Linked DNA regions of Mus musculus: region 1 is linked to region 2. A link is a contact called in public Hi-C data. All regions are on one chromosome and are shown on one strand. The core of a region is the stretch at or near the end of the contact, and the rest is flanking DNA. Distances in the headings are between cores, read along the strand shown.

Region 1 (4,794 bases), core at 1,651-4,150, 47 kb after region 2:
AGGACAATCTGCAAGCACATTTACTCTCTGAGCCATCTCACTGTCCCAGAGTTATAGTATGGTATTCCTATAAACAAGGTCGAGGGAAGATGTGCCTAAGCACCATGTGAATGTTTAGTCTTCTCATTCCTTCCAGGGAGCTTTTCCATGTGCCAGTTAGAGTCAGGCACAGGTAAAAAGATGGCATTGTTGAATGGGGTGTGTCACTTTCAAATTATAATAATGCAGTACAGGCCGTGGTATGTAGCAGTAACACGAAGTTACCCACCCCGCTCCACACCCTGTTTTTGTGTGTGTTTGAGGACAGGGAATCTGTGCGGTGACGGAGGGTGTGGTTAGTAGACATTCCCCAGCATCACTTGGGTGGTAGGTGATTATCGTTTTCCTATTTAAACTCTTGGGAATGATTCAGAGGAGATAGACTGTTTTGGTATGAACACATGTAATGCAGTGGTCCTCAGCCTGTGGAGCGCAACTCCTTTGGAGGATTGAGTGACCCTTTCACAGGGGTCCCATATCAGACATCCTGCATATCCGATATTTACATTATGATTCACAACAGCAGCAAGATTACAGTTAGGAAGTAGCAACAAAGCAATCTTATGGCTGGAGTTCACTGCAGCATGAGAAACTCTATTAAAGGGTCACGGTATTAAGAAGGCTGAGAACCACTGAGCTAAAGAGAAAATCCAAGAACTCCTCCGGCTAGTGTAGTGCAACCTGTCTTGGCTGGGCATTACTGGCTCTTCCAGGCTCCTCAGTGTGTACAGTGAGTTTAGCACTGGGAAAGCACCTGTCGAGCTGTCTCAGGAGTCTTAGTATTTGAGTGTATTTTTTTGTAGCAGTGCCGGGGTTGAGCTCTACACTGAGCCACATCCCCAGCCTCTGGGCTGGACAGGCATTGCTCTCCTCAGCTGGCATTGAGGATTTACTAGAGGTTGCTCATCAAACTTGCTTTCTTTATAAACACGTAGTTTGGAAAATGAAGTTAACAGAATTTCAAAACAACACCAACAAGGTGAAGAGTAATTTAGGCCACTGACATCCTGAGTGTTGTCCACTAGATTTTCAGCTGTTGAAGTCAAGTGCTGGCCTCACTTGAGACCTTGGGAAGTTGTATATGAATGAATGGTGTTCAGAATTACTTGGCAAAAGTGAAATTAGAATAAGATTTGTACTCCTCAAGTCTAGTGGGGATTTTGAAATCTTTTAGAAAATGTCAATGTAAAAGACTGAAGGGTTGCAGATCTTGATCATCACATCAAATGGGTGCTCCATTTAAGACATTTTAAAGTAGGACTGTGATAAACCACAGACTGTGACTTGGTAGGCAGAAATGATAAAGATCAGACAAGGCCCTTCCTCTTTCAGTTCCTTCTTATTTGCCACTCGAACCTGTAAAAAAAAAAAGCATATAGCTATCAGGATAGTATATTCAGTGGTTATCTGTCATGTGTAAGTTTCCAGAAATTAGTCATTTCAGAAGTAGATATTTCTGGGGTTGGTAGAAGAAATGCAGTCCTATAAGGGTGTGTTTGGTCATCACATTTATAATTAATTACCATCAAGCAGGCTTAATACTTTGTTTCCCGAGCAGCTGTGAAATATAGCCAACTACTATTTATTTATGTGCCTTCTAGGCCTTAACATTAGCTAGATTTAGACTCCACCTATTCAGGTGTGTTTGTGCTTGCAAAGATTTATTATTTCTAATTATGTGTATGTGTGTGCCTGTGTATGGATGTGTGCACAGGAATGCAGGTGCCTGAGGGGGCACCTCAGGGTGGTGTTGGACTTGAACTCTAGTCCTAGGCAATAGTGTTCAACCATTGAGCAATCTGTCCATCCATATAGGTGTGTTTAATGCTTAGGAACAAGACATATCTTTAGGGTCTGTGTATTGTGTTGTTCCTGAGATAGTATGCATAAAAATGCTTTAGAAGGGAATTAGAAATAGTTCCTGTTAGAGTCTAAGTATTTCAGGTCCCAGTTATGGAGCAGGAAATTGTAAATATTTTGGGATTGCTTTTAAAGATCTTGAATAACTTAATTTTTTCCTATAAGTCAAATAGTATTTCTGTAATAGTTGTAAAGCAACTAATGAACTTAATTTATTTGGATTAATAAACTGTTATCACATTTACTATCTATCTATCTGTCTATCTATCTATCTATCTACCTTACACACACACACACACACACACACACACACACACACACACACATTTTATTACCACAGAGGACGTAAACACTAAGTTTTGGTGCTTATTGTTTTGCTGACACACGTGGCTTCATGATGAATACCTGCAGTGCAATCTTGACAGTAAGGGGCAGCATTTTTATCAAGATTGTATGTTTACTGTGAAAAAATCTAGATGTGTTAATAAAGAAATGTAGGCTGGAAATTGATAGGAAAAATTATAACATGCTAATGTTTAATGGCAATTATAGTATTTGTAGTGACATCGAATGCTTATCCTAATAATAGTAATGTTGACATGCATTACTTGTTTTGACACAGGATTCAAATATGTAAATATTTGTCTGATTTCAGACTCACAGTTAAAGACATAGTTAGATCCATAGTATTCTGCGTACAGTGTATCATTTTGCTGGGTATGGCCGGTGAGGCAGGTGTGCCTGTCCTAACCCTTTGCTGTTGCCGTGCCTTTGATAATGAATGCACTACTGACTAGGAGCATGTTATTGGCCAAGTCCTTTGACTTGAATTGCTTTCATTTTTATATTTGTAAGACCTTTGCATGCCATATTCAGTTTTTATGAGACCCAAGAACATAGTTGTGGAGAAGAGTTTTGTAAATTGTGCTGCTGAACGTTCTAGAAGCAGAAGTGTTTATTTGGTTCCTAAGCTCTGTGGTGGTTATCTGTGTTAAGATTCTAATCGCTTGAATAAGAACTGTCAACCTGGAAGAAGGGGCAGCTTCATGGAAGTCAGCGACTGGCTTCTTCCACCTCTCCTATTTAGTGTTGTGGAAGCATTAGGGGCAGACTGAAGACTCTGAGCTATTCTGAGCTCAGAAATTAGTTTTGTACTACAAGAGAAATTTGGCAGAGAAGTCTGCATCACCATAGTGATAGCACCAGTTAAACTTGTGTGTGTTTCAGGTGAGACAAGGAAGACATTAGCTGTGGCTCTGCCCTTCCTCCCTTCTCCTTCCCTTCTGTGCCCTCCTCTCCTCTCTTGCCCCCTCCCTCATATTCTAGCACTGGGGATATGATCCTTGGCCTTGCGATGCTAGGGACATGCCTTGCCACTGCTGTACCTCCACCCGGACATACCTTTCTTGTTCATCCCCCGCCCCAAATGTTCACAGATGCAAATCCTAGTAAGATGGGAGTACCTTATGTTTGTAAGTTGTCAAACTTCTAAGAGTCAATGTTGAGAAGCTCACAAGTTGTTATGAGTCTGTTGAGAGTGAAGACATTACACAAGTAAAGGAGAGTATCAATTGAGGGATCTGAGGTAATCAGCTAAGTTCTATAAAAATCAATCCTAACAAGAGGTTATGAAATTTTGGGAAGGACTGTTTTGCATTTCAGAGTTTTTCAAAATTTGGAATATTTTTGGGTATATGTATGTGTGTGTGTATGTGTAAATTTTACCTATATATAAAATAATTGAGTATCATTTTAGATTTTAAATATATACATATAATACATATATACACACATACATACATATAATATGCATATTCATACATTCATGTGCCATATCTGGGAAAGGAACCAAAATTTAAAATAAGATTTAATTTATTTATAGCTGAAGTTAATTTATAATACATTATATATATACATATATAATTTTTTTAGATTTATTTATTTATTATATGTAGCTGTCTTCAGACACTCCAGAAGAGTCAGTTCTTGTTACAGATGGTTGTGAGCTACCACGTGGTTGCTGGGATTTTTACTCCGGACCTTCAGAAGAGCAGTCGGGTGCTCTTACCCACTGAGCCATCTCACCAGCCCCATATATAAATTATTGAAGGTATATATACATATATATGTCTGTGCACACACACACACACACAAACACACAGAGCTTGTTTATACCTTTTGGTGTTTTGAGACAATGTCTCAGTCCTGAATTGGCATGGAACTCACTATTTAAATCACCTCTGGTAATCCTTCTGTCTTGGTACCCAAGCGCTGGGTTAGCGCTCGAGGAGGTCAGATGTGGACGTTGCCACCTGCGATGCCGTGCTGATGCTTGTGGTGTCAGAGTTTGAGGGTGTGTTCAGAGTTTTGGATTAGGAATGTCAGTCTGGACTGCAGTTTATAATTAGAAAGGTAGTAAATGCAAGCCTATCTACTAATGACATCACGTCGACATCTGGATTTGTTTATAACTTTCTTTCTTTTTTTTTTCTTTTTGTGTTTATAGCATTTTTATTCATAATAGCCAGAAACTGGAAACAACATTGCTTGAATAAAGATTGGATAAAGAAAATATGGTACATTTACACAATGGAATATAGCTGTCTTTGCCTACTGTGGGGAGCGGGTGTGGCGGCAGTCCCAAAGGCGCCAGAGACTGCAGCTAAGTCATATGACTTGCACCTGACTTCCTCATATAAGACACAAACATCTTGAGTGCTGCGCAGGTGTACCAGGATACAGGTGAATCCAATTTGGTGGAGATTTGCCCCTGCTGCCCTGATTAGCTGAAGCCTCGTGACTGGCGAGGGGGCATGGCCTGCTGTGCGTGGATGGGAACTGAGAGTATAAAAGGAGTGAGAGGCCCAGGGTTCGGGGGAGATATATAAACAAGGG
Region 2 (4,979 bases), core at 106-2,605:
AGTTCTCCTAACCTTTGACCCTTAACGGCTAAGTCATCTCTCCAGCCCCAGTTGTAGAACAACTTCCAAGGCAGGCTTTGCTTCCATAGCTCTCAACACAAAGCCAGATCAGAGGCTAGCACGTGAAACACCATCCTCCTAGCCTTTTACGCTAAAGAAAAAGACAGTGACCCCTCTGCTCTGGAAACAGTGACGCACATTTTTGGGAATTCATATTGCTCGATATTCTAAGGAGAAAAGTTGCAAGCTCATTCTGGAGTGGAAGTGGAGCTTACATTGTACCTGGATGGGACAGTCTGTTAAACTAAGATGCAGACACAGATCAGCATATCACCTTCCTGTCATATTGTCCCAGCCACACCACAATGAACCATCGACCAGTGATGAGTGCTGGGCATCAGTCCAGGGTCCTGGTATTTTAGAGAGTCCAACAGCCGGGCTGAATCCCCACCCTAGAGAGTCACCTTTTAAAAGCTCCTCTTACTTCCCTTTGCAAAGCCATCCAGCTGCTTGGCCTTGGAGCTGCTCTTCCACATTCTTGTGCAGAGTGTTTTTTTTTTTTTTTAAGCCCTCATTTTCCTCCTCTCAGGAAGCTTTACCTCCGTCCTTTTCCACATTGTGACCTCTGGTCTTCATAGGAGTCAGGACTACGGTCATTATAGCGACACACGCCTTAGGGCCACTTCCTTACCTGTGCTTAAAACTAAGAACTGCCCACACTTTAGCTTTCAGGCACTTAGTTTCAGTGTTCCTCAGAACTTCTTGTCTTGTAATGAAAACAGCAATACCTGCCCCCTTCCTTCCTCCCCTTTCCCCATCCTACTAAGTATCTCCCTTTCAGCTGTTTTCTCTCATGTAGTTCCCAGATTCTAATGCTTAGTCGTAGATTTCTTAATTTTAATGCTTTGACATTTCTGTGGTGGGCACTGGGATGAATTATACCTCCAGGAGCAAACAGCTTATCTTCCGGTAACCTTTTTTTTTTTTTTTTTGTCATGATAGACGACCTGGCCTAAGCAACCTTAAGAAAGAGGAGGAAGCAGTTATTTTGCCTGATGGCTTCAGTTAGTTTACTCTGAGAGCAGCTGGCTCCATTATTTTGGGCCAGAGGCAGGCTGGTCATAATGGCAAAGGGAGTGTGTGGAGGAGGTGGGAGGCTACTGTGTTATAGCATGGCAGTTAGGACTAGAGAGCCCGGAAGAGACCAGGAAAACTCTCAGTGGATCAGTTCCTGAAGTAAGGTCCACCTCCTAGAATTTCTGTCACCTCCCAAAATAGCCCCAAGAGCTAGAACAAGAATGAACAGAGGAGCCTGTGGGGGGTGTATTTCATATGAAAACCACAGTGTCTCCCAACCGCAACCAGTGTGGGTGTCAGAGAGTCAGTCTTCAATTACAGATCTCTTCAGAAACTACAAATGACTCAGCCCCAGTGAAGCTGGCTTCCAAAGACGTTTCAGCTTCTTTTCTGGTTTTGATAATAAATAAATAAATAAATAAATAAATAAATAAATAAAACCCTGCTCTGTTAAAAGCAAGTTAAGAGAGAAAGGGTTAGGGTTAGCAATTTCAGGTTAAGAATTTCAGGTTTCAATCCTCATTGCTGGGAAATTAAGCCGGCAAGAACTTAAACTAGCCAGTCACACTACATTCACATTCAGAGCAGGGAGGTGTGAGTTAAGCACTCGTGTTTTCCACTCTGACACTGTTCAGGATTCCAAGCCAAGGGAATGGGGAAGTTCACCTTGGGTGGGTCTGCTCATATCAATGAACATAACTAAGAAACTCCCTCTTGGACATTCTCTGAAGCCCTTCTCCCAGGTAGTTTTATTGTGTCAGGTTGACAATTTAATCTACAACTCCACTCCTTGTCAACCTGACACACAAACATATAACTTTAAGTCATAATCCCTGTCACATAAGCTCATGGGCACCTTATAATAAAATAAATAAATAAATAAATAAATAAATAAATATCAGTCCAAAATGTAAGGTTTCTATATACTAACCTTAAAAGTCCCCACAGTCATTAACAGTTCCCATGTTTTAAAAGTCCTAAGACTCTCAACTGAATGTCTACAGAACTGAACATAAGTTACGTACTTCCTACATATGGTAGCACAGAGCAAAGGGTTTCTATAATAGTGCAGAATAAAGAGTCTTATTTCAGGCTGGAGAAATGGCTCAGCAGTTAAGAACACCAGCTGCTCTTCTAGAAGTTGTGAGTTCAATTCCCAGCAACCACATGATGGCTCACAACCATCTATAATAGGATCTGATGGCCTTTTCTGGTGTGTCAGCAACAGCATGCTAATATACATAAAATAAATAAGCCTTTAAAAAAGTCTAATTTCAAAAGCCAAAAACTGTACCATGAAAGAAGCTGACCAAATATAGCACAGAAACGTCTGACATCTGAGACTTCTAGTGTAATCATGAGCTCCAAAAGGCCAGGCATTTTCAGTCTTCCAGCCCTGCTAACTAAAATGCACACAGCTTGTATCTGTCGCATAGACTGGCTCCATTGGACACCAGCAGATCTCCTCTATGGATGTCTTAGGGTCCCAGCATCTCATCAAAACTCAAGGGTCTACACATTTCTCACTTATCATGATCTCGTGATGGTCTTGTAGAGCTTCTGTTCATTAGCTCCAGCGTTGCTGTACAGTGTCTAGCCTCAATTTCCACAATCCCCTCACTCTTGTATTTTTCATGGTTTCAAAAACATGACCATGTGGATGTCACCAACAATTTCTACCACCCGCTGGAGATCTAGCCATGATTGGAGTTCCTTGTAGGATTGGCTAAGAGGCCTTCTGTGTTTCTCTACCAAAATACTTGAGACTTGGGAAAGAAAAGTTGTGTTCTTATAGAAGCTGAAGTAATTCATGATATGAATTTTGTGACATTTCATAAGATACTGAATGACGTCACATGGTAGGACCAGCAGCCAGGAGTAAGGGGCATACAGAGAACAGATAAAGCACAAGGTAGTCTTACTTTATAACAAACCGCTCTCACTGTACTTAATTCAGTCCCTAAAGAACCGCCTCACTCTTGTGGCACGGTCCTTAATCCCTTAAGGTTAGAGCCCTTTGGTTTAATTATTCCCCTGAGGTTCCACCTCCTACAGAGTCCACCATTTCTGGAGTCTGCTATTTAGAGCCTAAGCTTCAGCAAATGAACCCTGTGTAAGTCATAGCACCTTTTCTGAGACCCCATTATAGCTCAGCTTTTCCTTCCTTTCAAAATAACATTCCCTAATAAGCTTCCAGAATGCTGACCTCCATCTCAGAGTCGGCATCTTGGGCATTTCCCCCTGGAATACCTACTACTGTGGATGAGGGTTTTCTGCATTGTACAGAACCTATCCTTCGTCCTTAAAGTAAACTGGTCCCCTCGTTTAGTTTTCTTAAGTTAAAGAAGATATTTTTAATTGTTTGGATGAGCCTTAGCAACCTGATGATGACGATGACGACGATGATAATGATGATGATGATGACGATGACGATGACCTCCGCCACTATGATGACCTCGATGAAAATGACAACAACAATGTCTTGTTGCACACAGTATCAGGGAGAGGTTTCACCTTAGTTCTTATCATCTTAATTGGGAGAATTCAGTTAAGCAAAGTAGAGTAAAGCACATACTCCAAAAAAAAAAAAAAAAAAAAAAAGTCTGGAAAGGATGGTGGTGTAGACAGCAGCACAGTCAGATCTGTGGTGTGGTGTGGGCTTTTATAAAGTTTCAGTAAACATGTAGGAATGAGGTGTCACATTTATGGGTAAGGTGACCTTTTTCCCCTTCCCACATCAGAGAAGACAGAGTCACTGTTTAGTGTGTTTCTTTGGATGATGCTCTTGAGAGGTCCATGGGAGGGGTTACTTTAAAGTCACAACCAAGGGATGTTATAATGATAATATATATATATATATATATCACAATATATATAGTTAATTAGTACATACATATGGCAATTTGGAAAAGCATCCAATTATTAATTTCTGATATATCTAGAAGAACTTAACTGCAGCTTCAGGATGTTAAGCACAAAGAGGTGCTCTGCCTACCTGTATCGGTTTAGATTCAGACCCACCAGGAATACCTAGTGTGTCCCCTATCTCAAAAATAAGTAAGTAAAATATCACTTATTTTTAACTGCTTTCTTCTGAAGTGCATGTTGCCTCTAATGACTTTGTGATAGACTAAACAGTGGCTGAAATTAATTTGTATCTTGGTACAAATAATTTTGTCTTTCTTGGGGGGAAAAAAAAAAGTTTTGATAGAGTCTCACGAAGTAGCCTTGGCTAGTCTGGTACTCTCTAAGACCAGGCTGGCCTCGAACTCACAGAGATTCAACTGCCTCTGTCTCCCAAGTGTTGGGATGAATTGCTCCCACTACCAGACCAGCTCAGCTTTTCTTAGAAGGCTTCGTGAATTGCCTTTTCTGTTTCTAACAAGTGTCCTTTTGAATGCTGGCATACAGTCTCCTAGTTTCCTGGTCAATTGCTTTAGCGGTATTTGGAAATGAAGGGAAGTTTTTGTGTGTGTGTGTGTGTTTTCTTTCTTTCTGTTCTATGTTTAAATAAAAGTCTTCTTTAGCTTCTTATTTTCTTCCATTCAAAAAATCAATTTGAGGAAAAATGTGAGTGAGAAACTCATTTCTTCTACTACATTCACAAGGGCTTTATAGAGACCAGTGTGCCTAAATACTTCAACCCTGAAAGGAACCAGTCAGATGCAGCATAATTCAGGGTCAGTCATTTGATACTCAGTAAGTCCCAGTAAACAGAGAACAGATGGAAGATGGTAGGATGTGTTGTGTGTGTGTGTGGTGTGATGTGTAGGTATACAGTGTGTGTGTGTGGTGTGATGTGTAGGTGTACAGTGTGTGTGGTGTGTGTACAAGATGTGTGTATATATGTGTGTGTGTGAAAGGGGTGTAGGAGACATAAAGATATAGACATAGGAAGGGTA

What was found. Hi-C and Micro-C count contacts between places; a contact is called where the count stands out from the background.
Region 1: a contact with region 2 is called in a Hi-C map of CD8 T cells, with 1.6 times the contacts expected there. The contact joins the promoter of 4930596I21Rik here to the enhancer-like site in region 2. A contact is called at or near these places in 1 of 15 datasets of contacts at CTCF or cohesin (CD8 T cells), 3 of 484 Hi-C or Micro-C datasets (CD8 T cells and Th1 cells) and 2 of 115 datasets of contacts at active chromatin or transcription factors (effector CD8 T cells and pancreatic cancer cells).

The regions. Positions count from the first base shown.
Region 1 is chr1:138,974,757-138,979,550 of GRCm38.p6, forward strand. It overlaps 4930596I21Rik (RIKEN cDNA 4930596I21 gene), which reads left to right and starts at 2,901. Exons shown (of 3, transcript NR_108103.1): 1 at 2,901-3,126; 2 at 3,336-3,484; 3 at 4,406-4,490. The region is part of intron 2 of Dennd1b (DENN/MADD domain containing 1B); the gene reads left to right.
Region 2 is chr1:138,929,741-138,934,719 of GRCm38.p6, forward strand. No RefSeq gene overlaps it. Among named protein-coding and RNA genes, the nearest start is that of Dennd1b, 31 kb to the right of the region's middle. Within about 2 kb of position 1,356, at least 46 of the 459 cell types and tissues checked have an H3K27ac peak or open chromatin away from gene starts, as enhancers often do. A contact at or near this core is called in CD8 T cells and effector CD8 T cells, where this site is marked.